Linked DNA regions of Arachis hypogaea: region 2 is linked to region 1. The links are chromatin contacts, called in public Hi-C maps. All regions are on one chromosome and are shown on one strand. Each heading gives the region's core, a stretch centred on a gene start, on an enhancer-like site or on the middle of the called end of the contact. The rest is flanking DNA. Distances are from core to core; before and after follow the strand shown. Region 1 overlaps LOC112726820. Region 2 holds the start of LOC112747788 (putative E3 ubiquitin-protein ligase XBAT31).

Region 1 (7,591 bases), core at 3,635-6,134:
GTCTGTGAACTTGTTGCAACACCGAAAGCTTTTTATGAAGACTTTTCTATAGAAAAACCTTAATTTTATGAGGTAATTTCAATTCCCAAATGCTATTTCATACTTTATTGTCTATATGTTCTGGGGCCTCAATGAAGTAGGAGAATGAAAGAATCCATAAGCAATTTTGTATCTTGACCCAACTTCATATATACCAGATTTTGTCCAGTACCAATTAACTTCATCCTTTTCCTCTGTTGGTTGGATTGAAAATTTTTTATTGCATATATCAACTGAAAAAATTGACTCAATCAAATTTCTATTCCAGCTTCTATCAGGATTTAGTAACACACTAACGTAATACACTTGCAGATTTGGCGGGATTGTGAGTGCATTTTGAGGGACATTAAGGGGCACTGGTAGTGGGAGCCAGGGGTCATGGAAGATGTGAACATTAGTACCAGAGCCTATTTTCCATATCAAGCCTTTCTCGATCACCTTGCGCCCTTCAAAAACACTTCTCCAGCCCCACGACGGTACGCTTCCTATCTATGCATGTAGGAAATCTATATATCTGAAATATTTAGCTTTGAGCATTATTGATAGAGTAGAATTAGGGTATTTCATTAGACACCAACATTGCTTTCCCAATAAAGCCAAATTTTGCGCCTTAGGTCCTTGATCCCCAGCCATCCATCTTTCTTCGGTCTTGTCATTGTGTCCCATTTAATCCAAACCATTCTTCGTTCTGTGCCTTTTTGACCCCACCAAAATTGCGAGAGTATGCTATGAATCTCAGTCAACAGCGTGTCCGGGAGCTTGAAACAAGAGAGTGTATAAATAGGAATCGCCTCCCCCACCGCTCTCAATAGCGTGTGCCTGCCACCTGATGACAATAGACTTCTTTTCCAACCTATAATCCTCTTCTGAACTTTATCCTTGATAGCTCCAAAGGTTGCTTTCTTTGATTTTTGAACTATAGAGGGCAGCCCCAGGTATTTGTCTTGTGCTCCAATATGTTCAATATTTAGTGTCTGAACAATTGCTAGTCTTGTGTTCTGAGGTGTGTTGTGACTGAAAAAGATAGCCGACTTATTCAAATTGAATTTTTGCCCACTGAAACCCTCATAGATCTCTAGCAATTCTAGAATACTTTGGCTTGTATTAGGTGCGCTATTGCAAAAAAGGATTGAATCATCAGCAAACAAAAGGTGATTAACTGTTTGGCATCTCCGATTAACTTGAACTCCTTAAATTAATCTGTTTTGCTCTGCCTTGTATAGCAAGAAGGAAAGTCCTTCTGCACAAAAAAGAAAGAGATTTGGAGATAGGGGGTCACCCTATCGGATGCCCCTATTTGGCCTAAAATAGCCAAAAGGTTAACCTTCCATAACGACAGAGTAAGAAACAGTCGTTACCAATTCCTTAGTCTAGTTAATCCATTTAGTATCAAAGCCCAGCTTATCCATAATATACCATAAGAAATGCCATTCAACCCTATCATAAGCCTTGCTCATGTCTAGTTTAATAGCCATCTCATGCTCTGCCCTACTTCTCTTATTTTTCAAATAGTGCATACATTCGTGGGCAATTAGAATATTATCTGAAATGAGTCTACCTTTGAGAAACGCACTCTGATTTGGGCTTATAATTTTATTCATAATACCTTGTAATCGGTGCATCATAACTTTAGAAATAATTTTATACATAACTGAAGACAAACTGATCGGTCGTACCTGAGTCATGTCACTAGCATCTGGCACCTTTAGAATCAAACAAATTTGAGTATGATTGAAGCTTTTTAGAATTTTGCCACTATGAAAGAAACTTCGCACTGCCTTAAAAACGTCACCTCCAACTATATCCTAGAAAAAGTGAAAAAACTTAGCTGTAAACCCATCATCACTAGGAGCACTCTGAGCATGAACACTAAATGTAGCTCTTTTGACCTCGTCCATAGTTACTGGACTTTGGAGCCTACGGTTCATGGAAGCTGTAACCTTAGGTTCCAAATCCTCTAAGTATGGATTCGGATCAGCCGAACAAGAAGAAGTAAAAATATCGCAAAAGTAGTCTTCAACTACCTTTGCAATATCCGAGACGCGTCATGCTAGGGAGAGGTATCCACACCTTTATAAGGCATGCTTCATTCCCCTCCCCAACCAATGTGGGACCTTACAAAAAATATTCTTCATGTCCTCCATAAAACAAATATACACTCCAGGGTCAGTTTCACAAAAAAATATACTAAGCACTAAGACAACATCTTAACAAACTAAATATTTCTCCTAAAAGAGCAAAAAGAATAGGGCCATGAAATATGAAGCAAAAACCCAGAGAAAGAGAGAATAATCTTACATTTGAACCCCGATGCTCCTTTAAACGAGTCCCATGTGAATCACCATCATGATCTTTAGTAACAAAATTTTCTGCATGTATAAACCCAGAGAACCATATGAGATAATTGTTTTTATGCATACTAACAACCCATACACATTCACATTTCATCTAAGACAACTTGAAATAATGATTTTGCATAGATTAAACATGTTGAGTTTGAACTTTTTCCTTTATAATAAATGAATTAGCCTTTGTAAGTACGACAATGTTTTTCACATGTTCTCTTTGCATTTGCAAAAAGCTTTATAAGGACCATTTTATCTATATCTCCCCCTTCAATGACTCTAATACTGACCCCCCTCTCTCCCTCTTTTTCAATATTAAGCAAGACATAAGATCCCCTAAATAGTAGCAACTATCTTAATGGGTGTCAAGTGTGACACCTTCATAAACCCTCAATGAGTACCCATTACTAAATTAAAAGGTCCATCTTAATGCTACCAAAAGTATTCATTTTCATCAAATATGAACATAAGGACAAAACTAATTGCTATTAAGACAGATGATTCACGTGCCATATGTTTGCAACTTTAAACATGGCACCATTAACACAACACAATAACATGAACTTCCAACATTAGTATGAGTTTTGAACAATATTTTTTTCTTATACATTGATCTTTCACAACTAAAAAAACCTAGAAATAAATCCAAATGATAGCAAAACGAAGAGATATTGATTTAAAAAATTATAACCTGCTTGTGATGATTCATTGGTTGATTTTCGATATCTCGTATTAGCTTGTCTATCTTTACTAGCAGATCCATTAAGCCCGCTTTCATCCTTAATAACAATAGACTCAGACTTATCTTCATCCTCTGCATATGCTGCAATAGAAATGGTCCTTGGTTTCGGGACCCTAAACACTTCATCATTTTGAGATCCTTCATGTTTTGCAATTGCAAGGGCATTTAGTCCTATTGAAATCATTCATTAATACCAAACAATTAATCTATGCTCAATGGTTCCCTTGCATATATTATGGAGGAAGTAGATAATTATTGAAAATAAAACAAAATTAAAGCAATTACCTATGCACCACGTATTTGAAGCTAGCTATAATAAAGGTATGTTATATCTGGTTTGTCTTATTTATATCATTGCAACAATAAAGAAGAAGAAAATTCAAATAGTATTGAACAAAATGAAGACATTTTTCTCACCATATATGAATACAACAAGCCACTAAACTCGAAAAGTGCCCCTCTGTTCCCCCTCCCTTTTTGTTTTTTTTTTTCCTTTTCTTTTAGGTCACAAAATAATGATAAACACTGCTATAAACTTATAATATTAAGTTGTGTGTACTACTAGCACAGAGTAATATAAAAACTCTTTGTTATTGCTTTGAAGACAAGTACAGAGTAAAAAAAAGTTTTATCTAAATTAAGTAGAGTAAATAACTAGTATCTATTTCTTAATTATAATGATGGAGTGAGATAGAAGAATTTTTCCGTTTAATAATGAAAAAAAAACTATTTTCATGAAGACAAACATTAAAATCTGCATAATAAGAATAGAATTCAGCAGCTTTATCATCATCAAACAAGCACATATCTCATCATGATCATCATAGAACAAGGGCAGCAATACATCAAACATTTACATTATAATCAAACAACAAGGACAACACATCAACATTTTTTTTTATGTTTAAGACATCCATGATCCATTAACAGCAGCCACTTTAACAATGTATAATGAATTATTATCAAATCTAGCAAAATGTATAATGAATTGATCGGACAATAAACTGATGGAATAATAGAAATGTTAGTCCAGATCTGTGACACTAGAAATGTAAGTGGCTAAAGTTCTTCCAAATGAACAATAATTTTTTCCTTGTTTTAAACTAAGATTTCACTATTGAAATTAAAATTTTACTTATTGAGAAGTTGATAAGAGTGAACTGAAAACAGATCTGAAATATGTAAATAGGCATAATAGTGGTATATATAGTAGCCAATATTAGCATTGAAGCTAAGAAATAGGGTTTACCAGCTCTCAAACTAGCATTGAAGCAATGTTTCTTTCGAGCTCTGCACTAGGAAGGGTCTCTTTCGAGCTCTCAAAACATAACAGTGGTAGCAAAGGTCTCAAAACCAGCTCGGCTCTGCACGAGGAAGGGTTTCTTTTGAGCGACAAAAGGAAACGGTGGCAGAAGGGGTTGGGGATTTGCAGTGATGGAAGAGAGTGGTGGCGGAGGGAGCATCGACGGAGGGTTTGCGAGAGACAGTGAGTACCGAGGGAGTCACTACTAGAGAAAGTCACCATCGAGAAGAGGGTTAGGGGTTTATGGTGGGAGTAGCGATTGTGCATGGGAGTGCTAGAAAAAGGGAGCATCGACAAAGGCATTACGAGCACCGGCGATGTTCTTCGGAATGCTGGGGTTCTTCATGGAGTGTTGGGGTTTTGATCAAAGTGTTGTTATTTGCGGAGTGCCATCAGTGTTTAGGGTGAGGCATGAGAGTTATTTGCTAGTGAGAAGCACAAAAGGGTTTAGGGTTTCGAAGAAAGAGTTTCAAAGTGTGCAATAATGTAACTCATCATATCTGAACGAAAGATTTTTTTGGGAACCTTATGGCCACGGTTTTGAAGTGTGCCAAAAGAGTTACAGGAAATGGCCACGCTTTTAAAACATAACCACGATGAAACCATCTTGCCATGTTTCAAAAGCGTGGCTGTTTTTCTCTATGGCCACGCTTTTGAAGCATGGCAAACAAAGCATAGCCTATTCTCTAATCAATTGCTACCCTCATATAAGCGTGACCATTGACCTCTTTCGCTACGCTTTTGAAGCGTGACAAGAAAAATCGTGGTCAAATTTCTAATCAATCGCCACCCTCATAAAAGCGTGGCCACAAATCTTTTTTCTCGTAGTGCCATAATAATCCCTAGACCCCTTTTCAGTCAACAATTATATATAGTGATCATGTGGCACTCAGTAGCCATGTTGGATGCAACAATGGCTAACTGACATGGCCAAATTAAAATTTTGAGCATTTGGTCTCTCTCCGTTTATATAACCCTAATTCATTCTTCTTCTTATTAAAGTTATGTCTTGGTAGATGAAACTGCAAAATAAATATTCATCCAACCTCAATAAGCCGATCTCCAAGTACCACCTTGCCACCATACTTCATTGCTTCTTCATATGCCATGCAAAATTCAGAACCAAGAATGATCTTAAGTTCACGAGCAATCTATTAGAAAAAAGTTTAAGACAGGAAACATGTTGTACGAGGGTTCGTGTGTGCTTTATGCATGCTTGAAGAAGGGACTAAAAGCTAATAATACGCTAAAAAAATCTAAAAATTAGATGATAAATCTTAAAATGTCAAAGACAGAAACATGCTAGCAGATACATGTGTTATGATCCTTTTCCTTCATTTTGATTGCAACCATTTCTTTTATAATAGGTATCTAGAAGAAGAGAAAAGTAGTATTTAATTTACTACGAAAATAAATGAAAGAAAAAAAACACCTTCAATGGAAAGACAATGTACACACACCAATTACCATAAGGTCAAGTTTGCATTACTACTATTATCTAGAAATTTTACATGGACATTGAATCAACTATTAAGAGATAGGTAAAAATAGTTTCTTTTATGGAGAGGGAGCTTGAAATTAACACTTTGAAAAGTCATATTGCTTTGAATGATAGTAATCATAAGACTTGGGAGATATGATTAGTGCCAACCAAAATGACCTCGCAAGATGACAAAACTTTATTCAAATTTGCAAAGTTTAGTAATGAAAAAGTAGAGCAAGCACCATATGAGAGAAAACTTCTGAAAGAAGAAAAGAGAGATAGTTGAGGGATAAAATCATACTCTTTGTTATTACCATCATCTATATATATATATATATACAAGTTTACTCACTACATAGAGCACCAAACACCTAAACCCTAATAAACTTAGTATAACAAGCTATATACATCAAAGTACCGAATGAGTACTTAATTAATAAGATAAAATACTAACTAAATTTACATAATTATATATGTTAACTCTTATAATACTATTGTTAATATATACCCTCAATTACACAAGATCTATGTTTGAGTTTCACTATGTGTTGTGGCAACCCTTTCTTCTATGCTTTCTATGATGAAGATGATGTCAAACAGTTTCGAGAATTGCTTGACAAATAAGTTGAACCAACTGACTAGCCCGAGTTGAGAGCTACAACTCAGCACACAATTCACCATCACTCATAATAATGTTGTTAAGCCCTACTAAGTTCATATCTTGAAAAGTGCAGATGAGGACAAACCTTCAAGAAGAAGAACGGGAATGAATTAGTGTTATATAACGGGAAGCAACCAAATTGGGTTAAAATTTTAATTTGGTTACGTTATCTAACCATTACAACGTCCAGCGTGGCAAGAGTACTACATTATTACTACAATTGTTGACTCATTACTGGAATGAGTCTAGGGACTATTATGGTATTCAAAACTTGATTTGGAAAATCACTATAGTGAAATTGAGATTTAAAGACCAAATTGGATAATGACATGAATCTCAGATATTATTATGGAATTTATTCGAAAGTAACACTACAAAATTTGAGAATAAATAGATAATTTTGTTAAATTACAAAGCATATAATAAGTTAAGAAAAACCTCATGAAAAAGTAATTAATGATTTTGGTTTTAATAGAAAGTGGTTCAACCTAATGATGGATTATGTGAAAGGTGTCAATTATAAAATAAAGATCAATGATAACTTCTTTGAGACAATCAAATTCCAAAGAGGTTTATCTATTTATTATATCGGTTAAAATTTTCACTATATTCAAGAATACTGTTAAAAAAAATATTGATTTCATGAGTTAGGCTAGCTTCCACATTCCCTTCCATCATACACCTTATTTACTAATGATTTTATAATCTTTCTTAGAAAAAAGGAGAATGAAATATTTTCATTGATCCAAATTCTCAACTTTAAATCAAATAATTAATTAAAATAAGAGGTTATTTTTTACAACTAGGTCTTTATTTTGATTAAAGAGTCAATACAAAAGAGATTCTCAAAATTCTTGCCCGATATAACCCACACAAACAACTAGGCTTGCAAGTTGAATAAGGTAAGTAGGTCTAAATCTTAAGTATGCATGCTAGACATATTTTATATACATTGAGAGATTATTTTGAAAAAAAATTAGTAAGAAACCATAGTTAGATTTTGGTTGAGATCTCCAAG
Region 2 (7,591 bases), core at 2,328-4,827, 220 kb after region 1:
TTTACAAAATTCTAAATTTTACAAACTTTATATCAAATTGAAGGATTTTCAATCATCTTTAATTCTAATCCAAATTCAACCAATTTTGAAAATCGAGACAAAAGTTATGATCAGACAAAAATTACCAAAAATTCATTTTTACTAAAATTCTAAAAACCTCAACTTTACTAAAATTCCCAATTCAAACCAAACCAATCACAACCCAAACAATACCAAAATAACATAAAGGTCCATACCATTTCTCTCCTAACACAACCATCCATAATAGCCTAATTACACGATTCAACACCATCGGAATCCTTATTCATCAACATCGAAAACTATCTTAAACACTCATAATCATCATCAACTAACAACAACATCAACAACCACTACACTCCTCATCAATTCCAATAATCATTACCAAGCAAAAACTAACATTAACAAAGTCCATTATGAAACTCATCAACACCCACTTTCAAATCTCACACCCATCAACACAGTTAATCAATATTCATCATCTACCAATACCAAGCCTCACACTCAATCCCATTTTACCTCTATCTAAATATTTCACACCATATTATCATTACAACATCATAGTCCATTAATATACTCAAAAATCATTAACCCATCATAATTCATCATAAATCATCATTCAACAACTTAAATTCTCAAATCATTATACATCACCATCATACAACAATCTCAACAACCAATTTAATTCAATCCTATCCTATGGGTCACTAGCCTAAGTGTCTAGAAACATTACATATTACATAAAAGAAACCGAAATCATACCTTAGCCGATTTCTAAACGCACCAAATACTAAAACGAAGCCACCAAACTTGATTCAAAACCTCAACCAACACCAACAAACACTAAGGCTCACACTAACAACACATATATCATCAAAATCAAAACCTAAGATACACAAAATAACTAAACATAAGGATTTAGTGAAACCTTACCTTATCTAACGTAATTAGGGGTAAAATCCAATATTTATCCGCTACTAGAGATCACCTAAACAACCAAAACCACAAAATCTACTCAAAAACCAAACATAAAAACGTGTAGAACCTAGGGTACAAAACTGCAAAGTGAAGAGAGAGATCTTACCAGGTTTGTTTAGATAAAAACGTAGAGCTCGACGAAAACTTTGCGTGGCCGCAAATGACTCGTCAATCGGAGCTCCAGATCAAAAGTTATGGCTTCCGGAAGGTGGAGGTGAAAAGTAACCAACCCTCACCTCTCCTCTCTTCTCAATCTGCGCCCCCTCTCTCTTTGTGGGGAGGAAAATGAGCTCAAAGCTCGTTAAGTGAGCTTATATCTGTTGAACTTTGGGCCTGGTCCAATCCGTTTGTGTTTTTTGTCTGTTTGGTCCACTTTGGGCCAAATCTTTTAAGATTAGTGTTCGGTTTTCGATTCTAAAATTATTTTTGTCCTTACAAAACAACAAATCAATTTTCTAAATATTATTTTCCAAAATACGCAGTACTGGATAGTCTAGAGCCGGTACTGCCAACTTAAGCACTAGTACGCATTTTTACAAAAATCTTTTGAAAAGGTACATTTTCTAATTCAGAAAAATTCACTAAAATCAAATTTCACATTTTTATTTTTAAATTAAAACTTCTAAATTTTGAATTTATTCCGGACACTAAAATTATTTTATTAAAACGGTTTTACGTGAAAATGCGGGTTCTTACACTTTTTAGGTATTATGAGAAGCATTAACTGCATGTATTGGAAGTAGAAAAATTATCCAAAAGCTTGGAAATGTATGTTCTCACTATTATACTTGAAGTTGTTGCATCTTTTACCTTTGGATATGGCATACTTTTTTTAGAGTTGTTGGTTTCAATAATGATATCAATGTGTTAAATTGTTTACTAGTGTTTGATGATGTTTTATAAGGTCATGCTCCATAGATAAACTACACTATAAATGATAACTCATACAATATGAGATACTATTTATCAAATGTATATATCCTGAATGAATAGTATTTGTTAAAATAATATCCCGACTACAAGGAGATAAACAAAACTTGTTTGCACAATCTCAAGAAGGACATCTGAAGAATGTAGAATGAGCATTTGGAGTATTACAAGCTTGTTTCACAATCATTTATGGTCTAGTATAAAGCTTCAAAAATTAATGAAAGCTTGCATCATATTGCATAATATGATTGTTGAAGAGGAAAGAAACGCATATACGGTACTAAATTCCCTTCTCATCACCATGTCGACAATGGTATTTTTACAACCGGAGTTACACGAAGATAATTTAATATTGTTTGAGCGCCATTCTAAAAAAAGATATTTTTTAAATGATATTTTTTTAAAAGATCTTTATAAAAGTAAAAGTGATTTTATGTTTAAATATCTCATGTAAAAAAATCTTTTTATTTATCAATTATGTTTGGAAAAAATAAGATAAAAGTAGTTTTTGTTCATTTATTATGTGAAAAACATCTTTTTTATTTTAAGAAAAAAATCTTTTAAAAAAAGATGTAAATTGTATCTTCTAAAAAAAGATTTTTTTTATTTTTTTAGTACTTTTACTTTTATTATTAGAAATTTGTCAAATATACTAAAAAAAATTTATCGATTTAATGACGTCGAAACAAGTACAAAACATCAAGAATTACAAGTTGTTGAGAATATCTGGCAATTTCACAATTTTAATAAATTAAGTTTAGAGTTTTATCAGGTTTAATATTGTGCTGTCTTAGTTATTATTTTATTTGTGTAATGTTTTAAATATATCATGTGATTTTTTTAATGATGTTATGTTTAATTAGGTTATTTTAAAATTTATTTTTATTAATATGTAATATCTTTTAAATATGGTAATTATTATTTTTGAGTTTTTACAATTTAATTAAAATTATTTGGAATTATTCATTTTATGAAAAATATAATTCTTAACATATAATTAAATATAATAATATATTCATTATATATATATATGTATGTATTTTTAATTTTTATATTTTAATTAATTCATGACCGTTATATAAAAGCAATTTGTTTTTATATATAAAAGCAAATTAAAAAAATAAATTTAGTTAGATTATAGAAATTAACATTTTCATATATACCAAGATATACAAAAAAGTAATTCGATTGTGACATTTTAAATTAGAATAGTAAAAAATTAGAACTTATTAAGCAGCGTATATAAAATAAGAAGTTTTTTAATAAAAAATAGAATTAAGTAAAAAATGAAAATTTTTATTAAATTTATAAAAAATATGTATTATACATGATAAAATTTTTTGGTAATTTTTTTTACTAAAAAAATAATTTTTATGCCAATAAATTATAACTCAAATAATATATTCCCTTTATATTCACCTATAAAATTCGAGTGTTGTTCTTAATTTTAAAAAAAAAATATTTGATACAGTTTTACCATATAAAAGTATTGTATTTATTATTTTACTCACCTATAAAATTCGAGTGTTGTTCCTAATTTTGAAAAAAAAAAATATTTGATATAGTTTTACCATATAAAAGTATTGTATTTATTATTTAATTAAAAGAAAGAAAAAGAAGTTAAAAATAGTGGAGGGTCAAGTGGGAAGTATGAACGGAGATTAACAAATAATAAAGTGTTTGATGCAGAGTTCGGTCAGGCTGCCCGAAACCGCGGCGGGCTAGTCCAAAGTCCAAGCCACGAGGCAACTCACAATATTACTACTCACTCATTCATCAAATCCACACCTTCCCTCTTCCCACCAAACTCAACTACCATCCTCCACCACCACCGTGCACGGCGGCGCGTGGTGGAACTTCGGGATCACCTCTCCGCTAGCTCACAAAGAGCTGATCATCAAGTTGCGGAGATCGAGGAGAGGTAAAGAGAGAGAGAGTGGGGGCAAATGGGTCAAAGCCATAGCTGCACCAATCATCACCACAACAGCCATGAGAAGGCTAGTGTTGCTGCACTGTTTGGCGCAGTTGCCGATGGTGAGTTGGAGATTGTTGAAGCTATGTTGAAGGAACACCCTTCTCTCTTAGAACACTCCAATGGCCGTGCAAGGTTGTCACTTCTTCATGTAGCTGCTGCCAATGGGAGAATCCAGGTTCATTTTTCTTTTTATTTTCTTGTCTTTTGTTTTGTTCATGGTTCTCATTTACTTGTTTGTTACTTAACTTTATTTTTAATTTTGATTTAGGTTCTTTCTATGTTGCTGGAGCGAGATGTTAAAGCAGACATCTTGAACCGCTATAAACAGGTTTGTAAATTATAAGTTATTTTTTATTTTTTTATTTTATGATCCTCACATTGAGTAAACAAATAAGGTTTCTCATCCTCCTTTAAATAAGTGTGGAGGAGTCAATTCTAGTCTTGGTCAAAAAACTTTGAATATCCCAGTCAGGGATCAAATAAAGTAAGCTCAATGCGGTGTTTAAGTCATAGAGTTCAGGATTGATGGTTTCTGATGATTTTCTAGTTGGAATCTTTTTATGAATGTTGAAATTTCGAAGATTTTAATTTGATTCTGATTCTTTTTTGTTGCGTTTTGCTTGTAGACTCCATTAATGTTGGCTGCGATGAATGGAAGGACTGGTTGTTTAGAAAAGCTTATTCAAGCTGGAGCTAATGTATGTTATGCTTTATTACTTTATTAGTTTATTTTATTTTATTTTATTTTATTTGTTTTTAAAGAGAAAAAATTGAAATATAGTCTATGTTTGGATTAGTTTATATTGAAACGAATTAACTTTTCAGGCGAAAGATCTTTGTTGAGAATTTTGAGAGATAAGAGAAGAAAAGGAGAGATTGGGACTAAATAAGTTAATACGAAATCCCTTGGAGTGGTGGTGATCTTTTTTATCATAGGATAGATTACACAATTTGATGAATGGTATTAATTGTGTGTATCGTTTCAGATATTGATGTTTGACTCTTCGCGACGACGAACATGCTTGCACTATGCTGCTTATTACGGTCATGCCGACTGCCTTAAGGCTATTCTTTCTGCTGCTCATTCCACACCTGTTGCTGATTCATGGTTAGATTCACTTCTCTCTCACTCTCTGTTTCATATCCCTCAAATTCGGGTGCAAAATAAGGCAAACTGAATGCCACTAAATTTAGAATTGCTCAAATGTTGCATTGTCAGGGGTTTCGCCAGATTCGTGAATATAAGAGATGGAAATGGTGCCACCCCACTGCACCTTGCTGCTCGTCAAAGGCGGCCTGAGTGTCTTCACACCCTTTTGGATAATGGGGCTCTTGTTTGTGCTTCAACTGGTGGATATGGGTAATTATATTGAAAGTTATATGATTAGTATATATCATAGGTAGATGTTGGCAATTTTTTCATTTGTATTGTATCATTGATCAAGGTTTTCTGCAGTTACCCTGGGAGTATGCCGCTTCATATGGCTGCCCGTGGTGGCTCCGTGGACTGTGTCCGGATGTTGCTTGCTCGGGGAGCAGATAGGCTGCAATTAGATTCTTCTGGGTAAGAAGTTTCCTGTTCCAGTTTATAGTTACTTGCATATTGCAGACCATATTCTCCGACTAGCGAACTATGTACTGAATTATCTCTCAGGTAGCGTTGATAGGGATATTCTTGTAGTTTATTTTGTCTCTGCCTCGTTCTCCAAAGACGTTTCTATCCCTAATGTCTTCATATATTTATGAGTTCTTGATATCTTTTGATGTTTTTTTATTGCAAGTATTGTGTGATGGATTGTCCCTGCTTCTTTAGGCAGGTTGAGTTTCTCTGAACTACTTATAAACAAAAAACCAAAAAAAAAAAAAACAAAACACCTCCGAAAGAAATACTTGTAATTTAATCACAAAAAGTAACAAATGTATTGAAATAAACCATACTCAACCCCCTACCGACATTTTACTAACTATGTTTTAGCTCTCAGAAACCAGGTAATTATCATTTCCATTTATGTTAATACCATTGAATACAGGGAAACACTAAATGATATGTCAACTTGAAAGTAGTTGCGTGCAAAGTTTGAATGTTAATTTCACTCTATGCTTAATAAGGAATAAAGTAAACCAACAAGCCTCACTTTTTGACTTAAAATTTAACTGTTTGACACTATGCAATTTGATTTATTGGTTAACAAATCACCTTCTAGAACCTTTGGGATTTCATACTTTAAAGCTGAAATTGATTAGCTGAATAAACCAGCAAGAAACACGCAAAACATGAGTATATGTATTGTTGATAGTACATTTTCCATAACTTGGTGCTTAAACTTATAATACTCTTTTTGTAACACAAAGCTCTTAAACTTACAACTGGAGAAGTTAACACTCTATTTTTTGTCCGATACAGCAGTGCTCTTAGCTAAAGTAACAATAGGCCTTATATTAAAAGCTTCTTTGTTTCACTATTTACTTTTGTGTTCTATTCACTCCAATATGGTTATAAATATTTGTTTAATAAGTAATACAGTATTTATTCGAATTTTCCTTGAGTTCTTATTCAATGAAATCACTAACAACCACATTAAGATCTTATTTTGATCTTGTTACAAACAACTCGTTGCAGGAGAATACCATTCACAGTTGCTCTTAAGCACAAGCACAAGGCATGTGCTGCCCTTCTTGATCCTTCATCAGCAGCGCCACTTGTTTGGCCGTCCCCGTTAAAGTTCATCAGCGAGCTCAATCAGGAAGCAAAGGCTTTACTGGAGAAGGCCTTGCTAGAAGCTAACAAGGAGAGAGAAAAGACTCTGTTAAAGGAGGCGGATAGACCGCCATCAATATTGCATTTGGAAAGCAAAGATGATGATGATATTGCTTCCGACTCTGAGGTACAACTTACCTATTCTAATATGTATCTAGTCCTAATAAATTTATCATTTAAGTCATTTTATTTGCTCCTTATAAAAATTTTTGTTTGGGTTTTGGTCGCTTATGTTTCCTTTTTATTGTTTAGTCCCTGCCATTCTAAATTTTGGTTCTTATAAGTACTTTAGATTATGTGCATAGCATTAAAACTATTGGAGTTTTTTTTCTTTCTTTAATATCTACTTGTAGTTCTTTATGCTCAGTACTTTTAATCATTCAGATCCAAGTGTGCACCACTTGAACATAGGCAACTGACTTTCCACAGATCTTGTTATGATTTAAGATAACTTCTGCGTATCTCTTTAACATTTTGATAATTGATTCTACTTCCCAAGAATCTTGATCAGGTTAATCCGATTCCTTGTTGAAACAATAAAATGTTTTGTTAATGCTTGAACTTGAGCATAATCAAATACTTTCTTGCTTTACATATATTTAAGTTTTTTCCCCCTGTAAAACAAGTAATAAGTAATGACTTAATTATTTCTTGTTATATACTACTCATAAAGGAAAGCAATATGGAATTATGCTGTATATGTTTTGACCAAGCATGTACAATTGAGGTCAGACCTTGTGGCCATCAAATGTGTGCTCATTGCACCCTTGCACTTTGCTGCCACAAGAAGCCCGATCCAGCCACGACTTGCGCCACCGGTCCTGCTTGTCCATTTTGCCGAGGCGCCATTCTTCAATTAATTGTTGCCAAAATCAAGACTAGCAGTGAAACAGAAGCTGAGTCCAACCCTACAAAGCCAAGAAGGTCTAGAA

Evidence for each region. Hi-C and Micro-C count contacts between places; a contact is called where the count stands out from the background.
Region 2: a Hi-C map of leaf shows a contact between it and region 1, with 2.0 times the contacts expected there. The contact joins the promoter of LOC112747788 here to the enhancer-like site in region 1. A contact is called at or near these places in 3 of 8 Hi-C or Micro-C datasets (leaf and an unstated tissue).

The regions. Positions count from the first base shown.
Region 1 is chr2:71,809,482-71,817,072 of arahy.Tifrunner.gnm2.J5K5, forward strand. It overlaps LOC112726820, which reads right to left. Exons shown (of 4, transcript XM_025776346.3): 2 at 3,076-3,297; 3 at 2,338-2,408; 4 at 551-1,844. The coding sequence ends at 1,410. Among protein-coding and RNA genes, the nearest start is that of LOC112726820, 12 kb to the right of the region's middle. Within about 2 kb of position 4,885, at least 1 of the 3 cell types and tissues checked has open chromatin away from gene starts, as enhancers often do.
Region 2 is chr2:72,032,219-72,039,809 of arahy.Tifrunner.gnm2.J5K5, forward strand. It overlaps LOC112747788 (putative E3 ubiquitin-protein ligase XBAT31), which reads left to right and starts at 3,578. Exons shown (of 8, transcript XM_025795977.3): 1 at 3,578-4,076; 2 at 4,170-4,229; 3 at 4,528-4,599; 4 at 4,888-5,009; 5 at 5,121-5,261; 6 at 5,358-5,465; 7 at 6,522-6,786; 8 at 7,333-7,591. The coding sequence starts at 3,873.